Regions from separate parts of the Arabidopsis thaliana genome. Here region 2 is linked to region 1. The links are chromatin contacts, called in public capture Hi-C maps. All regions are on one chromosome and are shown on one strand. The core of a region is the stretch at or near the end of the contact, and the rest is flanking DNA. Distances in the headings are between cores, read along the strand shown.

Region 1 (3,889 bases), core at 552-3,051:
AGATCATATGTTTTTGAATGATGCAAACTAATATCTGAATTCATCTTATAATCAAAACTAGTGCTGAGCTAAGATCTAAACACATGTTGCATCATCATCTTCTACATGTTTTTTCATTGAATGCTTTTATAATGCTGAGACTTTATAAAATGTATAACTGAGTTTAGTTTGGCATTGGCTAAACTTTAGGATTACACTTCGGTGAATGTATAACTGAGTGTCTTATTATCGTTGCAAAATTATTACAGAAGACTATTTAAATTTTAGTTTTTGATAACTTTCCTTTTCCACGAATCAAACCCAGCTTTCGTGATTCCTCAGTTATAATATTAACCGTAGTCGAATTTTCACTAAGTACAATGGAGAGGGGGTCTTTAAAGTTGTTCATGCCATCGCTAATAACGTGCCAAAACAATGCTCCTGCAGCTGGACCGCCTTTTTCAGCAGACTCGTAAATGGTGTCAAACGTTGCGTTGAACACTGCGTCTCTCTGAGCCTGAGTGTAGCCTGGTGTGTTCGTTGGTTTCCCGAATTCTCCTAGGATTAGAGGTTTTTTAAGAATGTTTTGTGCATCTTCAAGGTGACATTCGAGCCATTTTCTTAACAAGTTTAATCGAGATTTCTCATCCAAGTTTGGAAACCTGCAAAGTCGAAAAGTTTGGGATGATAACGAACATGTTGCAAAATTAATGATTTTAATAAGCTGATGTGTTCAAAAAAGAAAAAGTTAGTACGAAAATGTGAGTTTATCATTGTATCTACCATAAGTCGGGGTAAGAGTGAATCGATGCGAAATCAATGGCATCGAGTTTGTGATTAGCGATGAAATCAGTTCCAAGAACGTTGGCTGCAACCGGATTTAGAGATGTCTTTCTTTGAGGAGATGAGTCACCATAGAAGCCTTCAAGACCAGTAGAGAGGAGATGCTTTGAGTCAACAGATTTCACATAAAGAGCCATTTCATTCATCCAAGCCGTAAGGGTTTTTCCACTTGGATCTGCTCTGCATTGTGGTTCGTTCATAAGCTCCCAACCCATAATGGTTGGTTCATCTTTGTACTCAACTTTGGTAAATGTATTCACTCTGTTCACCATAGTCTACAACGAGAGAGAAAATTAAAAAGATCATAGGTTATATAATCAAAAAGATCATAGGTTCTAGTATTTGTACCTTGACGTGGTTCTTGTAGTACTGTTTAACAAGAGGGTTTGTGTAGAAATCGTCATCTGAAGATACGTTTTGGCCTGTGTTTTTAGCCCAATCAACGTATTGTTTCCTCCCTCCAAAGTCAGAATAGTTATTGACAAAGGTGATTATCATTTTTATACCGAGTCTTTTTGCTTCCGCTATCGCAAAATCCAAACCCTTTAATTTCCACCCGGAAAAATTTAAGAGTTAAGACAAACTAATTCATTATCAATATAAAACATACATTTTTGAGCTGTTTCTCTCTATATTAAAGACCTACTTACCTGAAAAGTTTTTTCATCGTAGACACCAGGGGCAATTTGGAGAGCGCGGTAGCCGCCATCGCGGAACCCCCAAGTGCGGACGATGGTCAAATCGTGAATGGTTGCATTTTGAAACACATAAGTGATCTTAAACCTTGTGGTCGAATCGGTGGCTTCGTACGCGAGCCAGTAGGCATTGAAGCCATTAGCGTAAAATGGTTTCCCATTGAGAATAAACTGGACGCCTTTTCTACTCACGAAGCCATCACTCGACGCAGATTTTACTCCTAGATCGCTAGAGTTTTGTGCGATCAGAATTGCTAAAAGCACGACAAAACACAAACACTTCATATCCTTTTCTACTTTGTTTTTGTTTTTGTGCTCTTATCGTTTTCATTTCAACGAATATATATATAGAAGGCATAAGTGCTTTCTTACAATTGCAATGCATGAACATTCTAAGTCGTGGATTTTCATAATTATACACGTGACATCCATAATATATAAGAAATAAATAAACAATAATTTTTACATATAGTTATTAAAATAAAACAATTATTATTACAACACATAAAAAGAACAATTAGAATTTATAGAATATCACCTTTTATGGTCTAGTTATTTTGTAATCTTTATTTGAAAACCGTTCATTGACTAACTTTCATTGTGGTCAACATGTTGATTATCTTCCTAATCAATACTGGCTAACCATATTTATTCTTCTAATGACCTTCTTTGGTTATTTCCCCTTGAAATCAGTCACCAAACTATATGATTTGTTTCCCTCGATGCCTCTCTAATTTCAAAATTCAGTGGTAGCTCAAATTATCTTCTTAATTTCAAAGAAAACACACAAACAAATAATGTTAATTATCTTGAACGCAAACACATTCAAATTAAATGTGAAAATGCAAAAGCAAACAATTAACTCTAATGCATACAACATACCTAAAAAAAGTAAATGCCAAACTACATCAACGTTAGACAATAGCGCTAAATATATATTTTAAGAGTTAAGACATCAGTTTCAATATTTCTAAACCCAAACAAAAAACCTAAATGCAAACGCAAAACATATAATATTTCTTCTTCTCTTCTCCAATCAAAATCCACAAAAGCAAAACAAACAAAAAAGCACAAATAGTTTCGAGAAAAACTAATTTGGAAGTGGTTAGAATTTTAAGATTGTTTATACGCTTTTTTTTTTTCATGATCTGGATTGTTTATACGTCAACAATAACAAAAATGAAATATGAGTTTTCCCTTTATGAAACTTCTAAACGTGAAGCTATTATCTGGTCCCCTCAATATAATTTTTGTAGGCCACTACGAGAACTTTACTTATCATAATGAGGCCCAATAAGGCCCACTGAAGACCTATATTGCTGCTGACTTGTTAGATAGCCTACGAGCAGAGTTGAGATCAAGAGACATCCAAATATAGTTTTGGAATGTATAAAAAGTTGGATATCATTTCAGTATATAATAGAATTTTATTTTTATTTTTTATCATTGCATTACATATTTTCAAATTATAAATGCTATAAAATATTAAATAAAGACTTTATTTAAATGTTAAATTTTGATTTTGCTGACTAAACTTTACTTTCTTGTGGTCTCACCAAGCAAACCCATCTTTCGTGCATGCTCACTTATAATATTAACCGTCGACGACTTGTCACTAAGTATAATGGAGGAGGGACCTGCAAAGTTGCTCATGCCTTCGCTAATAACCTCCCAAAACAATGCTCCCGCGGCCGAACCGCCTTTTTGCGCAGATGCGTAAATGATGTCATATGTTGTGGTGAACACGCCGTCTCTATTAGCCAGAGTGTAACGTGGTGTGTCCGATCCTAACCCAAATTCTGCTAGAATTACAGGTTTTTTAAGAATGTTCTGCGCATCTTCGATGTGGCCTTCAAGCCATCTTTTTATGAAGGCCAGTCGAGAGTTCTGATCCAACCTTTGAAACCTGTGCATAAATCCAAAAAGTTCAGTGGTTGTTGATTTGTAAACCCTAATAACATTTTTTATTTATAGAATCGATGTTAGAGTTTTTAGCTCTGACATATATACGATTAGGATAGATGAAAATAAGTAGTTTTACATACTGATATGGATAAAAAAAAAAAAAAACCAATTGCTACTTTTGCAAAAGAAAATCTAGGAAGATAAATCCCAAATGATAGCATGGGTGGATTATAAAAGCAAAATAAATGTTTTTCCTAGGCTGAGGTGTTCAACAAGGAACAAAAAAAGAGCAAGAAAAATATTTCTGAAAGATTGTTTGTCCTAAATGAATGTACATTATAAAACTTAGTGTGAATATGTCAGATTATCATTATATATAGATGGGCATTGTGTCATACCATAAGTCACTTCCACAGTGCATCGATGCGAAATCAATGGCATCGATATTGTGATTAGCTATGAAATCA
Region 2 (3,889 bases), core at 942-3,441, 50 kb after region 1:
AGTTTCTCTCTTTCTTCTCTTTGTAGAACAATAAGTGTACGTAATTAACAAAAATTATAACCATAATTTACAATTACAGTTCTAAAAAAATCTTGAATTTAGAGAAAAGAATCATGGATAAAATAACTTGGCAAAGAAAAGCTCGTTCCAAGTATCTTGAAGACCAGGCAAGCACCAATGTATACAGTCTGAGTAGCTAGCCGGATTTGCTAGCTGCTCCTTCGTCAATGGGCTCCATTGCTTCTTGTAGATTGACGTGTGCGCGTCTTTCCGATAGCCAGAGAGTTGTGTAATGTTAAGTACCGTCACCGGAAACTCTGCTCTTTGGTCTAATTCCTCTCCTATCACTTTCATTAAGGTTTTGCTGCAGTCTGATGGCCAATGGTTCATGTCTTGGATCGGTGTCGTTTGATTGTAACAATTTTTTCCTTGTTCGCCTCCCCAATCCTCGCCCCTGATCATGGAGGTAGACAAATATGAAACCTTTGTATGCTAAATCTTAGTGTGGTTTCTAATTGCGGATCATGTTATAAGCCACATTTACTTAAACTATTAAAGATAAACCGGATCAATCTAAACTCCATTACTCATTTCATTCAATACCAAATCCGGACTACATTGTTCTAAGCCATATATCTCCTCTCTTTTTGGTTCCTGGTTTTGAATTTGAAGTGTTTATAGATAGTTAAATCACAGTAAAGTTCAAGAAGTTACTGACTTGTAATGAGTAGGAGACATGGTAGCAAAGAAAACCCTCGTCTTCAATGGATCCATATTCTTCTTCACCCATTTAACCATAGTCTTCAACGCCATTCTATAAGCATCTTCACTCTCCATCTCAACGATTCTCTTCTTCTCATCCTTGAAAGAACCTTCCCTTCAAATAACAAATCGAAAAAAATAATCAAATCATAAGTATTATACAGAAAAGTATTTGAGAACCTATACTTAAGAAACAATGACGAGAGCTTTAAATTTCATGATTGATAACATACAAGATCTTCATTTTGAAGCCAGTCCTCCACCACAAGTATGTGTTGAACACAACTATATCAGCCCCTCGCCAATGCCTACCGTGTTTGTTGATCGATCCTTTCCTCACAATTCGATCTGATACTCTATGAACTGTTGCGTTATCTGAATTCGATTCTAGAAGAAACGGTGCCCAATAGAACTCAATCGTTGCATTGTAATCCTACATAAACATACCACAAGAATCTATAAGAATCCTAACCAAGCCAACAGTTTTCACATCTAAGCTTAATCTTTGTCATCCTCATACTCAGATCTCTATGAATTGTAACATCAGATTCTACAAAGCAACTTCAATGGCTTCCGCAAGACTTTCTAAATCTGAACCAAACTTACCTTGAGAGAGAAGACGGTGAGTGATCCGAAAGTATCCATGGATTTGGAGTTCTCTGGGATTTGTGAATGAAGAAGACAGATGAGAGAAACATACATTCCTCTGTTCAACGAATCTCCAACGAACATCATCTTCTTCCCTCTTAAGCTCTCCAACATCACCGTCGCATTAAACCTATTAACACATTCAACAACCACAGAGCAAATCCGATCTGAAGATCAATCACCGAATCGCATTCAAAATCGAACGGAGAGAGAGACTAACGAAGGAAGTGAGCAGGAATCAGGTCGCCATCTCCATGACTGATAATCACTATCGGGACGGCCATGCGTGCGGCAAGTGAGCTGCGGCTGAATGTACGGACACTCGGATTCTCTGTAAAGTGGACGCGTTGACCAGTCTTTGACCCAATTCCCTTTGAAGACATCGCATCCTTCCGGCGTTTTACCTACTGCAAAAGCAGGTGGCGGAGGAGATGGCGGTGGAGGAGATGGTGGTGGAGGAGACGGTGGTGGAGGAGAAGGCGGAGGAGGAGATGTTGGTGGAGGCGGAGGAGGTTCGTCAACTACAACGACGATTGCGGATTGGTGGACGATCGTCGGAGAGTGAAGAGATCGACGAGAGAAAGAGATGAAATCGTGGCCGTAGATGAAGGCGGCGAGTAAGATGAAAGCGAGTACGGTGAAGAAGAAGTGTGTGAGACGGCGTTTTCTACGGTTAGACGGTGAAAACAACGCCGTTGTCATATTTTTTTTTTTCTTTTATTATAACGTTTACCTTTTTTTTTCTTTTTCCTTTTTACGCCTTTCTCTTTTTATGGTGTAGTAATGACAAAATTTGGTTTGATTAAAACTTTAATTTGGAGTATACTGAATTATTATAGTATATGATTTTAATGTTTATAAACAAAGCTATAATTTGTTGTACTTGCACGATCCAAAACCAAACCCATGTTCTTGCCCATAATTAAGCACGACTGTTTATATTTTAATTCAAACTTACAAAATTGGAACAATTTCGTTGCTTGTATCCAATGAACTTATCTATCTCCAAATTAGTCTGAATTCCAATTTGGATTACGGTGTTATAAAACAAAAAGAAAGCAAGAAAAGCCACTACACTTTTTGCTAATCACATGTTTGAACTTTTAAAGGATCAACAATAACATTTAACTTTGTTTGTATTCAAAGGCCTTATAAGCATTTTATCAGATCCAATAAAGAAGAATCCAACTTTTCATGCCTTAATCAGTAATCACAGGCCAAGGCCCATATAAATATCTTATCTCTCTGCTTTCGTGTAAGTTTACTTTATAAAAAAAATGAAATTGTCATGTCGTTTAGATTCACATCAAAAGAATGATAAATTCACATGCTCTGTTTTTTTTCTTCTTTAATTTGGCGTACGAATAAACCAAAAGAAGAATAAATTAAATAAAAAGCCATCGTCATCATCTTCCTTCGTTGACCACTGCAAAATGCGAGAACTTCTTCGCGCCTATTTCTCTCGAAGAACTCTCGTATCTCTTTACAATCTCTTCTTCACCCTCTCCCGTAAGCTCCTCACTTCATTTCCCCTCTCTCTCCTCATGCCCAAATCCAACGATGACGACGTTGCACAATCTGAAGCCGTTCCGTTGCTTGATCTTGTCAAGCCATCGTTACCTATATCTTTCCCGATCAAAGCTCTTCAAGACCTGAAATCTCGCTCTTACTTTGATTCCTTTCATTTCCAGTTTAATCGCTCCACAGTACCTTTCCGCCGAAACTCCGACTGTTTACCGAATCGCCCAAGGGTTTTAGTCTGCCATGACATGAAAGGAGGGTATGTAGATGACAAGTGGGTACAAGGGTGTGAAAACGAAGCCGGATTTGCGATTTGGCATTGGTACTTGATGGACATTTTTGTTTACTTCTCTCATTCTCTGGTCACTATTCCTCCTCCTTGCTGGACCAATACTGCTCATAGGCATGGCGTTAAAGTAAGTAAGCTCAAAACTTTTTGATTGTTCAACATCCAAAGTTTCGATTTTTATTGAGATATCTCTGAGTTTGCTGATTAGGATGATAAAATTAGAGAGTTTGATTGTTTGTGTACAGAGATATGAATATTGCTGAGGATTTTATTGGTAAAAGTGTTTACTTTCTTGTGTGTTATGGAAATATAAAGGTATTGGGGACTTTCATCACAGAATGGGATGAAGGAAAAGCTACCTGCAAAGAGATGCTTGCCACAAAGGAGTCTGCTCAAATGTATGCAGAGCGTTTGGCTGAACTTGCTACTGCTCTAGGCTTTGATGGGTGGCTGGTGAGCATTTTTTGCTTGGTTTTTATAAGATATCTGTATTTGATGGGTGGCTGGTGAAGAAAGACTTCTATAATATATAGACTGTCACTTGCAGATAAATATAGAGAATGATATAGATGAGGAACAGATTCCAAATATGAAGGAATTCGTCAGCCATCTAAAAAAAGTCTTGCATTTATCGACACCTGGGGCTTTAGTCATATGGTGAGTTGATCA

Evidence for each region. Capture Hi-C pulls out chosen DNA fragments and counts their contacts.
Region 2: a capture Hi-C map of root shows a contact between it and region 1, with 2.8 times the contacts expected there. A contact is called at or near these places in 3 of 26 Hi-C or Micro-C datasets (callus, leaf and shoot) and 2 of 3 other capture datasets (root and seedling).

What each region holds. Positions count from the first base shown.
Region 1 is chr3:3,407,199-3,411,087 of TAIR10.1, forward strand. AT3G10890 (Glycosyl hydrolase superfamily protein) reads right to left here and starts at 1,802. Exons shown (of 4, transcript NM_111926.2): 1 at 1,473-1,802; 2 at 1,171-1,365; 3 at 763-1,097; 4 at 134-641. The coding sequence starts at 1,802. The coding sequence ends at 257. It overlaps AT3G10880 (tropomyosin), which reads left to right. Exons shown (of 4, transcript NM_001337902.1): 4 at 427-723. It overlaps AT3G10900 (Glycosyl hydrolase superfamily protein), which reads right to left. Exons shown (of 4, transcript NM_111927.1): 3 at 3,821-3,889; 4 at 3,054-3,423. The coding sequence ends at 3,054.
Region 2 is chr3:3,457,189-3,461,077 of TAIR10.1, forward strand. TBL32 (TRICHOME BIREFRINGENCE-LIKE 32) reads right to left here and starts at 2,192. Exons shown (of 5, transcript NM_111940.3): 1 at 1,631-2,192; 2 at 1,369-1,540; 3 at 996-1,195; 4 at 719-877; 5 at 1-454. The coding sequence starts at 2,112. The coding sequence ends at 112. ENGase85B (Glycosyl hydrolase family 85) reads left to right here and starts at 2,751. Exons shown (of 11, transcript NM_001337912.1): 1 at 2,751-3,347; 2 at 3,536-3,673; 3 at 3,768-3,877. The coding sequence starts at 2,844. It overlaps DREB2B (DRE/CRT-binding protein 2B), which reads left to right. Exons shown (of 2, transcript NM_111939.3): 2 at 1-154.